Linked DNA regions of Macaca mulatta: region 2 is linked to region 1. The links are chromatin contacts, called in public Hi-C maps. All regions are on one chromosome and are shown on one strand. The core of a region is the stretch at or near the end of the contact, and the rest is flanking DNA. Distances in the headings are between cores, read along the strand shown. Region 1 holds the start of PRPF38B (pre-mRNA processing factor 38B). Region 2 holds the start of EEIG2 (EEIG family member 2).

Evidence for each region. Hi-C and Micro-C count contacts between places; a contact is called where the count stands out from the background.
Region 2: a contact with region 1 is called in a Hi-C map of fetal cortex germinal zone, with 2.2 times the contacts expected there. The contact joins the promoter of EEIG2 here to the promoter of PRPF38B in region 1. A contact is called at or near these places in 2 of 14 Hi-C or Micro-C datasets (blood and fetal cortex germinal zone).

What each region holds. Positions count from the first base shown.
Region 1 is chr1:131,620,905-131,627,788 of T2T-MMU8v2.0, forward strand. It overlaps PRPF38B (pre-mRNA processing factor 38B), which reads right to left and starts at 3,091. Exons shown (of 6, transcript XM_028830952.2): 1 at 2,528-3,091.
Region 2 is chr1:131,750,714-131,757,597 of T2T-MMU8v2.0, forward strand. It overlaps EEIG2 (EEIG family member 2), which reads right to left and starts at 3,360. Exons shown (of 11, transcript NM_001261603.1): 1 at 3,139-3,360. The coding sequence starts at 3,275.

The sequences.
Region 1 (6,884 bases), core at 1,841-4,340:
TGCAAAAACTATTTGGTAATATTTTAACTTTGATAATATTTGATAATATTTTAACTTATGAGTTGCTTTTAAAACATTTTCCTTTAAAAATGGATTTAAGTCTCCAATTTAAAGCAAAAAGTATTAATGAAGTTTAAGCATTAATTTGAAATACTTGAAAATACCTTTAGTAGTTCAATTTTATTGTAATTTAAAATCTACATTATAAAATTAAGGAAAATTACTGGAAAAATCTCTAAAACAGTAACAGGTTACTTGTGATGCAAAATTATGGAACTTTTTATTTGTACATTTTTTCCACCAGGGTCAGGTTTATTCCTGATTAAAGATAAAATTACAAAGGCCACACTTACAGAGATCATTGTTGTAATTAAGCTTCAGCCTAATTATGTGTGAACCAATCCAATTATTCCCCAGAATATAAGTTGTGTCAAAAACTGAGTGTGACTAGTCACAGGCATATACTAAGTATCATCAAAGATGATACAGTATCATATTTGCTATAAGGAACATCTTACAAAAACCATTCCTTATCTAAAAATAGCAACAACAACAACAAAAGAATATTAGCTCTATAATAGAATCCAAAAAGGCCTTTTGGGAAGACCCATTTTTGTTTTTTTAAAAACATACAAAAAAAATCCTGTTTTTTCACTACGTATTTCTAAAATTCTATTTCCACCCGCACATGGTAAATTTTGTAGTCCTGAATAATGGCTTCAGATAGAAAATCATGCATTTAAGTTTAAGCACTACACTATTTCGCAGTGCTTTAACGTTTCCTTTACTCCCCACAGACTGCTATGTAAAAGATGTTTCAATTCCTTAAAAGCTAGCCAAAGTCAGGGTTGGATGCATACAAAATAAAATTACAACGTTGGAAACTTACATATTTCAGTGAGTATTTGATCTGAACGTCTTAAGTCCTGATAATATTAGTAAAAAGCTGGGTCTATTAGTTTTTTAACGGAATTTAAAAACAATTCCTGGTAGAATCTTGTTTCAAAACACATTTGAAACTTAAAAACGAGACTTTCCTCTATTACATTAACATTTTGCCTATGTTAGAAAACAGAACCTGCCGCAAAAAGAGCAGGAACCCAATTTTCAACTGCTTAAAGTTTACTGCATAAATAAAGCTAAGGATTAAATGTTATTCACCATACTGTATCCGTACTAAAAAGGTCTTACCTTTTAAAAGCTAAAAAAACTAATTCATAAAATTATAATCAGACCTACTCTCGTAAGAGGATTCCAAATTTATCTGTGTACTTTATCAACCCAAAGTTGAACTGTATTCCTCAAGATATGTTTTCTATAAAAAGCAACTAATCTCTCAAAATCCTTCAATAACCTAATTACTCAACTGGGGGAAAAGGTGGGCAAAACGAAAGAGAATGTCCTTTTGTTACCATCTCTACACATACGTTCAAATGACAGAAAACACTTTGTGTGGTCTGTCGAGTTTTTAAAAGTCAATATAGACAAAAATGGATTGTATATTAGATGCCCGGATAAAATAGTTAAAGACCATTAAGGCTATTATTAATTTTCTTTAAAATAGAAATTAACCTTTGGAGGCCTGGAAGGTATTTTTTACACTACCTAATTTGCAGGGAACTGGAAAAAGCCTACCTAATTGGTGAAGGACCAAAAGCAATGGCCAAAAAAAAAAAAAAAAAAAAATCTAATTAGCCGTTCATTTAACCAGGGAAATGCATTTATGGCGATTGAGCATGATTAATAGTGCATACCTCTACCTGCGACCCTGGGCTGCTCCGAGCCTCGCTGCAAGACTGAGTCAATCCTGCTAACGAAACAAGAACTGAGACAAGAGTGCAGTGAGGAGGCGCCAGGTGAGCTCCCCAGCACAGCCAAGCCAGCACCGACCCTGCCGCAGAAGCCCAGGGCCCAGATAATTCTAAATTAGCCCAATGCACAGGTGGCTGAGACCTCTTACTCCTGACTTCCTGCTGGGAAAATTTCCAGGCCTTCTGTACACCTCTTGAAATGGCACCTCTCCACCCTCATCCCCCCAACCCCACCCGACACACACGCACTGACCATTTCCCTGTCTGGATCGGATAGTGAGTACCAACAACACGAGGCCAATACTGAAGTCATTACACGCCCTGGCCAGGGGTGAGCGGGAGAAGCACCAACAAGTTGGCGCTCAGTAGATCCACGTCAAAAGGAATAATTTTAAAGCTGTAAACTGGAAAGGCTTCTGTTACTCTTTCCTCCTCTCCCCAATCCCTCTTGCCGAACTCCCCCCAGGGGTGGGCAGAAGGTTGGGGGAGGAGATCAATAGTGGCGGGCTCTCCCGGCTCTAAAAATCTAAAATGGAAACGAGAGGGCGGCCCCAGTCCGACCCCTCCCAGAGAAGACTACAGGCCGCAGCTCCCCCTCCGCCGAACCACCTTCCCCCACCCACAAATCTTCAGATTTCGGGGGCCGCCTTCGCCCGTTTCCTCCATAGCCCCTCTTCCGAACTTACCCCCAAAGCCAAGGCCTACACGCTTCGTACCTTAAAGTAGATCTCGTCCACCACCTCGTGGTAGGTCTTGAGCTCGTAGAGCTGTACTTTGAAGTAAGGCGACGACAGGATGTTGGTCAGGATCATGGGGTTGAGGTTCATGGTCTTCTCGTTGCCCCAGAGCGGGAGCACATTGCCCTGCTTGCCCGAGACCGCCGGCTTGGTAGCGCCGCCGCCGCCGCACTGCTGCTGTTGCTGAGCCGCAGCAGCGGCCGCCTGGTGCTGCGGCTGCGAGTTGCCTGTCAGCGCGGGGCTGTTGTTAGCCATGTTGCGGCGGAAGGAAGGAGGGAGGGAAGGAAGGAGGGGGGGGAGGGGGCCAAGCTCGATCTCGCTCTTCGGGACAACGGTCTGGGACCCTACTCCATGGAACGTCGTCGGGAGAAGGGGCCGCCTTGCTGTGCCCCAGCCGGGCAAGAGAGGGCACCCAGGGCGCCGACAAAAGGACCCCGGGCCGAGAGCAAACAGCGAAACCCAGTCCGCGAGAACTCCACGCAGAAGGGGAGCCGGCGGCAAGTGAGATCGATCTCTTCCGCCAACTGCCCCTGGGAACAAGATGGCGGACCCGGCGGATATGACGCCACGCACCCCAGCGTTCCAAGCTGAACTGCCGGCCAATCAGAGACGCCCAGGTGGGCTGGAGCGTCCTCTTCCTAGTTCCCCGCGTTCTCTGCACCTGAAGTCGCTGCAGTGACCTCCCTACCTGACTCTTAGGGGATTTCCCCTGAGAATTTGGGGGCCGGGGGAGAGGGTGGTAGGCTTAATCCGTTGTTGTTGTATTTTGACTGGGGGCTTGATTTCTTTTGTCGAGAGCTGAACCAGAAAGGGTTCGCATGGCTGCGATGTGCTTGCTAATATCGTGACTCTTGACTCCTGCAGAGTATCCGAGAGGGTCTCCTGGCGTCTGTTTTAAGGTTCTCTGGAAGGGACAATGGTCAGGGACCCCACTCCTCCGGGAGATTCTGATCAAAGGTCACGTCCTTCGCCAGCCTCTAGTGTCCAGCCAGAGGTCTTAAATTTATTCAACCGTAAGATTGAGATAACATCTGCCTGGGCTGTTGAGAGCACTGAAAAAGCTAATATACTTGTGGCGCTTAGTAGACTGTTCCAGGCATCTGGTAGGCGCCTTTTCTTTTCTCCCTGCTCTGGATCTTTCGATTCTAGGAATGTGTTCGGAGTGGTAAACATTGGGTGAGATACTGTGAAATGGGAATGGGGGTGTGAATGTGTGGGGAGTTTGAACGTTGCAATCTTAACTTCAGTGGCGCATACACAGAGGAGAAGAAAAGAATGACGATGGAAACTTTGGGGAAAATCCCATCTGGATGAAAATAAACCAGGAGGAGAGAGAGAAGACAAGCAGAAAAGTAGGTAAACCAAGAGACAGTTGTATGACAGAATACAAGGAAACAGAAAAAAATAAATAATGAATTGAGTGACTGATTAATGTTTAGAGCTGTACAGTACAAAAGTGGTAATCCTGTCCAGTTCCTTTGTTTTAGGTTGCAAGAGAACTAGAACCCTAAGAGGAGAAGCAGTTTTCACCTTCTTAGTAGTAAATCTTGTTTTTCTCTATAGTGGTTTTTATTAACTTCCAAAGGAAAACTGAAGATCCTAACCCCTGTGTCATGAGTTACCACGTTAGAAGTCCATAGAAAAAAATTTTTTTGAACCCATTTCTTACTTTTTGTGTATATATATTTTGCCTTGATAATAATAGTTTATTGAGTTTATTGAGTGACACATTGCCTAATCGTATGGCTTATTTTTAATTCCTCAGATACATGATCTTTCTGTATAGTCTTAAACAGTCTTTACCCCTAGTCACTTTGGATGAAAAGCTTGGTAGAGAGGTTGAGTTTGATATCTAAGTGTCAGTGGCATCAAACTCAGGGAGCCAGGTATTATGATAAAGTGCTTAACATATTCAATGAATCCCTACAACAGGCTGAAGATGTTATTTTTATCACCATTTTAAAAAATGTTTATTCACTTGTAATTGAAGACCTCTACGCTGCACATATATAAAGCTGTAAGTTTGGTTTGATCAGTTTTGACATATATGTATACCCATTAAACCATTACTACAATAAAAATAATCTTCCGTCATTCCCAAAAGTTTTCTTGTGCCCTTGTAATCCATCTCTCTTTCCAACTTCATACCGAAGCAACCACTTTCTGTCAATAGAGACTATTTTGCATTTTCTTGAATCTTAAATAAATGAAATACACAGTGTTCTCTTTTTTTGCCTCCTTATTGCATGTATCAGCAGGTTGTGTTTTTTTTAAATTACTGATTAGTATTCCATTGTATTGATTTATCACAATTTTATTTATCTAATCATTGATGGGCACAGCATTTTCATTTGTAATAGCCCCAAATTAGAAATAACGCAAAGTGTTAAAAATGCTGTGAACATTTGTGACTAGACAGTGTGGACTTTTTTTTTTTTTTTTTTTTTTGAGACAGAGTCCCACTCTGTTGCCCAGGCTGGAGTGCCCTCTTTCAGCAGGAAGTAGCCAGATGGACTTGACACCCCTCTTCACTATGCTATTTTCTCTTTCTTGAGACCATGATATGCAGCAGGCAGACACGAGCATGGGGGAATATAAAGGGTCCAAGATATTTGTCAGGGGAAAATGAGCAGAGCAAAATCACCTGGTGACCATCCAGTAGGCCCTGGAGACAAAAACTTCTTATCTGAGGATTTCAAAAGTAATTAGACTTCCCTATTATCTAACACAGGCATCTGGTTCCAGTTTTTTCCCCCCCAAATTTATAAGTAACTAGAATTTCTATATATCCCTCTTGAATGCATGCATATCAAAACTCATCGTGTGACCCTTGCTGACATTAAGGCACCAGAATGTCTACAAATGTAATATTTATCATGACCTACATGGCCGCTCCCATAAATATCCCTAAGGTCCATAAATACCCCTAAGGAAAAATTCACCGTGGCACACTCAGTCCTCTCTTGCTGAGGCACCCCACTGCACTCTTCTGCAGCATTCTATTTAATGGAAGTTTCCTTTTTAAACCTATACTGTTGTCTGTAGATTCTTCTTACCAACCCAAGAGTTGACCGCTTTCTGATGCAGGGGCTCTGACACCTCACTCGGTGTCATGCCTATGGTGTGAAGTAGGGTTGATGTTCATTTTTTCCCCCCCGACAGGTACTGAGTTCATCCAGCACAATTTGTTGAAAAGACTTTCCTTTCCCTTTGGAATTGCTTTAACACTTTGTCAAAAATCAATCAACCCTGCCATGTGTGGATCTACTTCTGGACTGCGTTCCATTGATCTTGGTGTTTATCTTTTCACTGATACCAAACTATCTTAACTACTATTGCTTACAGTAAGTTTTGGAATCAGGTAGAGTACAAGTATCCCAACTTGATTCTTCCTTTTAAAAGTCACTTTGGTTACTCTAGTTCCTTTATATTTCCATCAATTAAAAAAAAAAGCCTGGCATATTGATATGTATTGGTGCTCAGTGAACATGTATCATTCTTGAATAAATGATAAGAAGATTAAAATGGATTGCCATGTGTAACTAAAATGACAGAAACTGAATATGTGATTGTTCAGAACAACCACAAATCTAGGGTCATATAAGAAGCCATTGACTAACGTACCCAAGAACTAAAAATCTGAAGCGATTGGTGGTTTGTGCTAAAGAGTCAAGGGTGTTAGACAAAGCTACCCATCTCCTTGGTTATTATTTCAAAACACTGAATCAGACGAGTTATGAATTGAGATTTAAGAATTACCAGGAGTTAACTAGGTGAATAAAGGGGAACAGATATTCTAGGTAGGGCAAACCTGTGCAAAGGCTGTGAGTCACGAAAGAACAGATGGTGTGTTTGGAATGGGTTGTCACTATTAAGGCACTCGGCTATTTTTTCAGGGGCAAATTAAAAACCCGTGGTGGCTTGGCATGGTGGCTCATGCCTGTAATCCCAGCACTTTGGGAGGCCAAGGCTGGTGGATCACTTGAGGTCAGGAGTTTGAGACCAGCCTCGCCAACATGGCGAAACCCCTTTGCTACCAAAAAAAGAAAGAAAAAAAAACCAAAATTAGCTGGATGTCATGGCTCATGTCTGTAATCCCAGCTTCTTGGGAGGCTGAGGCACGAGAATTGCTTGAATCCAGAAGGCAGAGGTTGCAGTGAGCCGAGATCATGCCACTGTACTCCAGCCTGGGCAACAGAGTGAGACTCCATCTCAAAAAAAAAAAAATAATAATAATAATAATAAATAGTGGTTCATACTAATGAATAATGGCTGAATAGTGGGGCTGAATATCTGCTTGTCATCTCCGGCCACCAGAGGAAGGGTCTATGCCTTC
Region 2 (6,884 bases), core at 2,110-4,609, 130 kb after region 1:
TGGTAAATGCTCAACTAATATTTGGTGAACAATAAATGATCTGCATGTTTAGTTGTTGTACAAAGCCAAATATATTAATATATATATCAAATGTATATGACCTATATATATTTGGGTCTATTTATATCTATATCTATATATGTAATTTTCTGTGTGCCTCTAAGGCTTTTCTGTAGCAAGATGAGTATTATTTTATATAGGTTCATCCATCGGGGAGTCTGCAAGACTAATCCTGAATTTGGTGATTCATTAGGACTCACAGGCCTCAGCATACAGTCCCACTCATGGCTAAGATTTACTACAATGTAAAGATACAAAGTCGAATCATCACACACTTAATCTCCCTAGCAATCAATTGTGATGTGCTGTCTAACAGGGAAACTCACAAGAGACTCAATACCTAAAATTCGTATTAGGGCCGGTCATGCAGGCTGCCTGGCAAGAACCAAAATTCCAGACGGAATTTAGCATAAACCACTCTGTACAGTCTAGGCATAGTGAGCCACTCTTATCATTTAGGTAGTTTTATATCATGTATGGAACCATTTACCATTCAAGCTCCCAGATGCCAGCCAAGGGCCAGCCACGAACATAGGCCTTTCTAAGAATAGTAGTCTTGAGCCTGCTATGTTACCTCTTTTCTATGTAACTCATTTCATATTTTCACAGGAGAAATGTTACAGTGTTAATTATACGTGACTTTTAAGAGGCACATAGAGCAATTTTTAAAAAGTTAAAATCTAGCGTTCAATTAGAGATGCACTGCCTTGACTGGCACCCACTAATTAAAAGTTCTGTGATTTTGAAATAATTCACTTCCTTTAGATATTTCAGATTTTCTTTCTTTCTTTTTTTCTTGTAATATAAGGCCTCCTTCTCAAACCAACAATTTTGTAGTTGTTAGGATAAAGGAATCAAATATAACATCTAAAGCAATTGGACCTTCTTGGACAAGTCCCTGGTCTCCTCTTTAAGTGCCAACTGGATGCTAAAGCACTGTTTAGGTGTTTTGGGCACATCATCTCACTAAATCCTCACACCACCACATGTCAGTGATGGTTTCCATTCCACATACAGAAGTTTTGGGACTCTAAGTAACCCATCCAGGTTTACCATTGTGGAACTGGGGTTTAAGCTTAGACCCACCACATTCCAAACCCTTGCTCTTAGCTTTACACCAACTATCTCTACCTAATGTCAAAGGCACAGGCTCCTTATTATGAGTCATTTCCCTCACACTATATGGCTTTTTGGTTTGGCTATACAGAGCACTATTCCTAATCTTACTTAAAATCAAATTGATCAAAGTCAAATTTTAGTTGGAAGAAAAAGGCGTGAGTTTAACCCAAGATACTCAACTTTTTCATTTCTAAGTCTTGCGGAGTATACTTCTTGCTCATTAAAGTCATTAGGAAGCTCCCTATTCAGAAACTTTCATATATGGCACACGATTTACTCCTTTATCTGGCATCACCCTGTTTGAAGTTACACAGACCTGATCAGAATCTGGCATCGCACTTACCAGCTGAGGTGACCTTAGGAAAGTGAGTTACGCTTTCTGAGCCTCAGTTTATTTATCTACAAAATGGGACCCCTACCTTATAGACTTGCTGTGAGAATTAAATAGGATAATATATTTAGAAGCCAACATATATTGGCTGAATAAATGACTGCCTACAACGAAAGAATAACTGACTCGTGGGAAGTAAGTCAAATTAACATAACTGAGGTAGGAAGGAAGCCCGGTAGACAAATGCCCTGACCACCAGGTGTCACTACTGGCCCAGGAGCGCCAGTCTAACTGCCTGATATAGGGGGTGGGATCCTGCAGAAAAACAGTCTAGGCCTCAGGGCAAGACTGTCACCTGCACCAACAGGACCTTCACGAATTGGCTTAGGCTTTTTCACAACTAGGAGACGGTCCAATATTTTTTTTTGCACCAAAATAGGTTACATTCTTCTCTAACAGGTGTTTAAAATACTTAGCTGAATATCTACTGATGTGTCACCACAGTTTAATTTTAAAAACTGTCTTCAGCAAACTATTAATTTCATATATCCTTTGGTTTAGCCAACTAGACATTTTCTGGCTTCCATAGCCTTCAATATGGCCCCAGAAGACAAGTTTCTGGCCCCAATTCCACAATCCAGTGACATTATTTCCTTTACATTATAAATGGGATGACTGAATTTTTTTTTTAAGTAGAATATTTTTAGGGCAAAAATAAAGTCTAAGACCAGTATATATGGGCAAAATAAACATTAACTTTTAACCCTTCTTGATCTCAGGAACTGCAAAGTTCATTAAAAAAATTGTTTTCTCTCTATATACATATTTAAAGAAAGCACCTTAGGGTACATCTGTCAACCTGTGAGTAGCTCTGAAATTACTCAAGAAACACTGCCACACCTATTATTAATGCCACACCTATTATTTAATAGCTTCATTCTGTAACCTGCTAATGCCTCTCTCTGGGAGTGCCCAGGGGCTCATTTTAAAATGAGGGCTGGGCCTGGGCTACCCGTCTGGCTCTAAGCTCTCCACAAGGAGATCCACTAGTGGCCGCTTCAAGACTAATTCATCCAGCATTAGCGTCTAACTGGAGACGCCGCTCTCTGATGAGGCACAGACTGTTGTTTCGTCTGCCAGGAGCACTTGACTCAAGTCAAGCCCGGCCAGGCCTACCCCAGTCTCAGACTGGGTGGCCAAGTCCCCGTGTAACCTACAAGGGAGAAAGAATTGTGCTAAGCCTAGGTTTCTGTTCAGAGCTGGGCTCTTGGAACTCCAGCAGTTTGTGTTATTTTTGTTTTTAACAGCTCAAGTTCTACTTTGCATTTCACAAATATGGACATGTCTTAAGAGAAACCAGAAGCATCCTCTCTCTCCGGCCATTGCTCCCATTTCTAGAGGATTTGGGAGGGAAGAGCAGACACCAGGCACCATCTGGAGTCAGGAGCGCAGGAGCCAAGGCCAGCTGAGAAGAACCCATTTGCAAAGCACTTTGCAGATCAATAAATTCGACTGATTTCAGAGCGGTCCCTAGGGAAAGGCGAGCAAATGGGCCAAGGAGAGATGCTGCCTATCCAACAAGCCCTGGCCAAGCAGACACGGGCGAGGAGGCGCGGGAGGCGAGTTACCTGGAGGACTCGGCGGTGAAGCTGCCGCCGTCCAGCAGCCGCATCTTGCAGAAGAGGACCCCATTGACGAAGGGCACTGAGGAGAGCTCCTCGAGCTCGAAGTCCACCTTAAACTTAAACTTCTTCTTCTTCATCATCGTGAGAGCCAGGCGCCTGCAAGCTGGGCGCACGGCCGGGCGCCGCCGCCTCAGCTTGGCCGAGCCCTGGATCCGCCCAGCCCCATGGCCGGGGCCGCGAGCTGCGCGCGGGGGCGCGGCCGGGGGGCGCCGCAGGCCGGCCGCGGCCGGGGCCGCTGCCGCCGCCTCTCGCGGCAGCCTGGGCCGGAGCGCGGCGGCAGCTGCGGCGCGGACCCCGACCGCCCGCGGGGAGCGGTCGTACTGCAGCTCGCCCGGAGAGGTGAGCGCCCTTTCGGTGCGCAGCTCGCCGCCGCCGCCGCCTCCCGTCTGGGAGTCGGGAGAGGAGAGGCTCGAGGAACCGCCGCCTCAGCGCCTCGGGGGTCGGGGGCGCCCCCAGCGGCCGCGGCCTGCAGCGCACGGCGGGGCGGAAGCGGGAGGACGGGCGGGGACTTTGTGGGCGGGCGCGGGCTTGGCCGCGGACTCTAACCCGCGACGGCAGTTAGCACGTCACGCCTTTCTGGGGTTAAAAAAAGACAAACCCGAGAGAGAAAGCTTCCTTCTACCGCTTCCTCTCCGGCTTTCTTTTGAGCTTTTGCACCGCCTCCTTTCTCCCCCACCCCCTCCAGTGGTTTCTTTCCTTTGGGGTTGAGAGTCATGGGTTAATAGAGGCAATTAAAATCTCAGCGTTGTTTTGGTCAAATTGAAATCCTAAAACTAAAATTTCCTTTAGGTACTCTAAATTCACGAGCCTTCAAATATAAAAGGAAGATAAGGTAAGAAAAGGGAAAATGATGTATTGAGGGCCTATCAAGTGCCCAGGCACCATACTGCTGCAGGCACTTTCTTTCGGGTATAGCTTAGCTAGTTCCTGTCACCCAGGACAAAAGATAAAAGAGCAAAGAAGCAGTTAAAATAATACTTTCCCTTTAAAAATTTGTCTGTCTATACTGAGAACTGAAATGCTTAAAATCAAATTCTGCAGGGAACCTGGCGTGATGTCGCGCGCCTGTAGTCCCAGCTACTCGGGAGGCTGAGGACGGAGGTTAGCCTGAGCCGGGAAGCGGAGCTTGCAGTCATCCAATATCGCACCACTGCACTCTAGCTTGGGCAGCAGAACGAGACCCGGTCTTAAACACAAAACAAAATTATCAGGGCAGGCTTAAAACACACACACACACACACACACACACACCCCCCAAAAAACCTCCCTAGATGAATAACAATTACCTGCCTTCTATAATCATGCATATATTGTTACAATGAATGTTGTAAAGTTGGTTACGTGATGTTCATGTTTTTAAACTGAGTTATTGTCATTTTCACTAAGATTCTGTCACAGTAATCTCTGAAAGGGTTTAATTGAAAAGATTTTCTTTCTCAGTTTACTCATTTACTCCTTCATTCATATTAAAAATTTTAAAAATTGCCTAAAGGCTAGACCCAATAACCAAAAGCCAGTAACTGCCCTCAAGAATTTTACAATCTAGTGAGGAAGATATGTTTAGACAGGTCATTAAAAAAACAAAACCTAGCACCAAGTTATGTAGAACTCAGAGAAACAATTGATTGAAATTAATCAGTTTTTTGAATTTCAAAGGATGAAAATGATTTGGGACAAAGTGGGGTAAGGTGTTCCAGGAGAAAGAAATAAAAAAATAAAGACTCAGAGGCAAAAAGACTCAGAGGCAGGTTCGGGGGTGGGGATTGGTAATGGGTAAAGCTTCTTACCCTGCAGGACAGGGGGCAAAGACAGTGAGATGCATTAGGGGACTTTGAGGTTTGTCATTTAGAGCACTGGATGAATGTTAATTTCATTGACTGAAATTGAAAGCAGGAGGAGGGCAGGTTGGGAATGGAAGAGATAATGAGTCTTTATGGGATTTGCTTGCAGTACATGTAGAGAGAGAGAGGCAGCCTTAGCTCATAAAAATGCATTGGGAATTGAAAATATACGTTTGGAAATTGAGGTAATCACTGATAGCTGAAGCCCAAAAGGTGGATAAGGATGAGTTCCTCTGAAGAATATTTAAAGGGTAGACAAAGAGGAGGTTGTGAAGGTGCATAAGAACAAGCAGTTAAGAGAAAAAGGAGATGAAGAAAGAGATGGCCTGGAAGCCCAGAGAGTTTTAATCATGTAACATTCATAGTTACAAAGTTCCGTTGTGTGCCAGGCACTATGCTGTTTACTAGAGATGCAAATGAATAACACATAGGAGCTTATAAAGGAATGGAGAAAAACAGAGATATGCAAACAGATCAACTAAAGTGTGTGCGTGTGTGTGTGTGTGTGTGTGTGTGTGTGTGAGAGAGAGAGAGAGAGAGAGAGAGTGGGTGATCCGTGATCCATGCAGGATAGAGGATCATTTCAAGAGAGTGCTGCAGAGCAGTCCCAGAGGATTTGGAATGAAAAGAAGCTACTGAATTGAAGGTCTAGGAGGTTGTTGGTAATCTTGGCAAGAGAAGTCATCATAAAAGATAGTGACAAAGTGAGATGAAAAGTGACAAAGTAAGTGAAAAGATGATAGTGAAAAGTACGATAGTGACAAAGTAAGGTGGGTAAATAAAAATTATATTTTTCTGACTTTTTTGTCAGTGAATGAAAAGAGAGAGAATGGTGACCAGAGGAGGACAGTTCAAGCTTTTTCAATAACATTCAAAAACTATCCAATATTTATTGAGTGTCTATTAGGTGCCAAGCACCTTAATAGGTCCTATGGATCTGAGATGCAGTCCCTGTCTTAGATCTCATGGTCTACTGGAGGACACAGAGAAGTAAGCAGGCAGTTGCAGTACAATGTAACACTGAGTGCTCTCTGTGTATGATGGTGAATGGAGGCTGCTGTGGGAGACTATAAAAGCATCTAACAGGGATAAGTAGTAGGTTTATGGAATGCTTTCTGGGGTAATTGAAGCCTGAATTCAGGCCTTTGAGCTGAGGCCTGAATAATGAGCATGGGTGGGGAGCAGTTTCCAGGAAGGAGGTAGTGCCTGTGCAGAGGCTCAGAGGAAAGGAGACCATGTTGCAGAGGGAACTGAAATTAGTTCTGTCTGGCTGCAACTTAGAGTCGGGTACAGTGACAGGGGTTAACAAAGAGCCATTGAAGTTTTAAAGCAGAGGAATGATATATTCAGATTTGCATTTTATAAAACTCTTCTACTTTATAAAATGGAAGATAGGAGACAGTCTGTTACTCTTTTTTAGACTCATGGTTTATTATTAAACACCTGATAGGAGTCATAGGCAAGGCAGGAAACAGATATCATGTTCAATGTATTTAAATGAGGAAAGTTTAATGAAAGGACTCTTCACAGAGTTGACAGGGTAAGGGACCCACAGTCTGGTGAGAAGCTGAAAGGAAGAAGGGTACATATCCTGATTTCTCTCACCTCCTACTTTCTGATCTCTTGGTGGTGCCTCCCGTGATCCAAAAACCAAGCAAGGCCAGAGGGTAGAGGGGCCCAAAACATGCTGTTCATAGAGGACAGACTCCTGGGGCACAAAGTAGGGCACTGAAAGGTAGAGAATGGATGGAGGTAAGGGGACGGAAAGCCACCAGCACACAAATGATACAGGCAGGGTTCACTGTAGGAAGCTGAAACCACTCTGGATATTTAAAAACAAAAAAACAA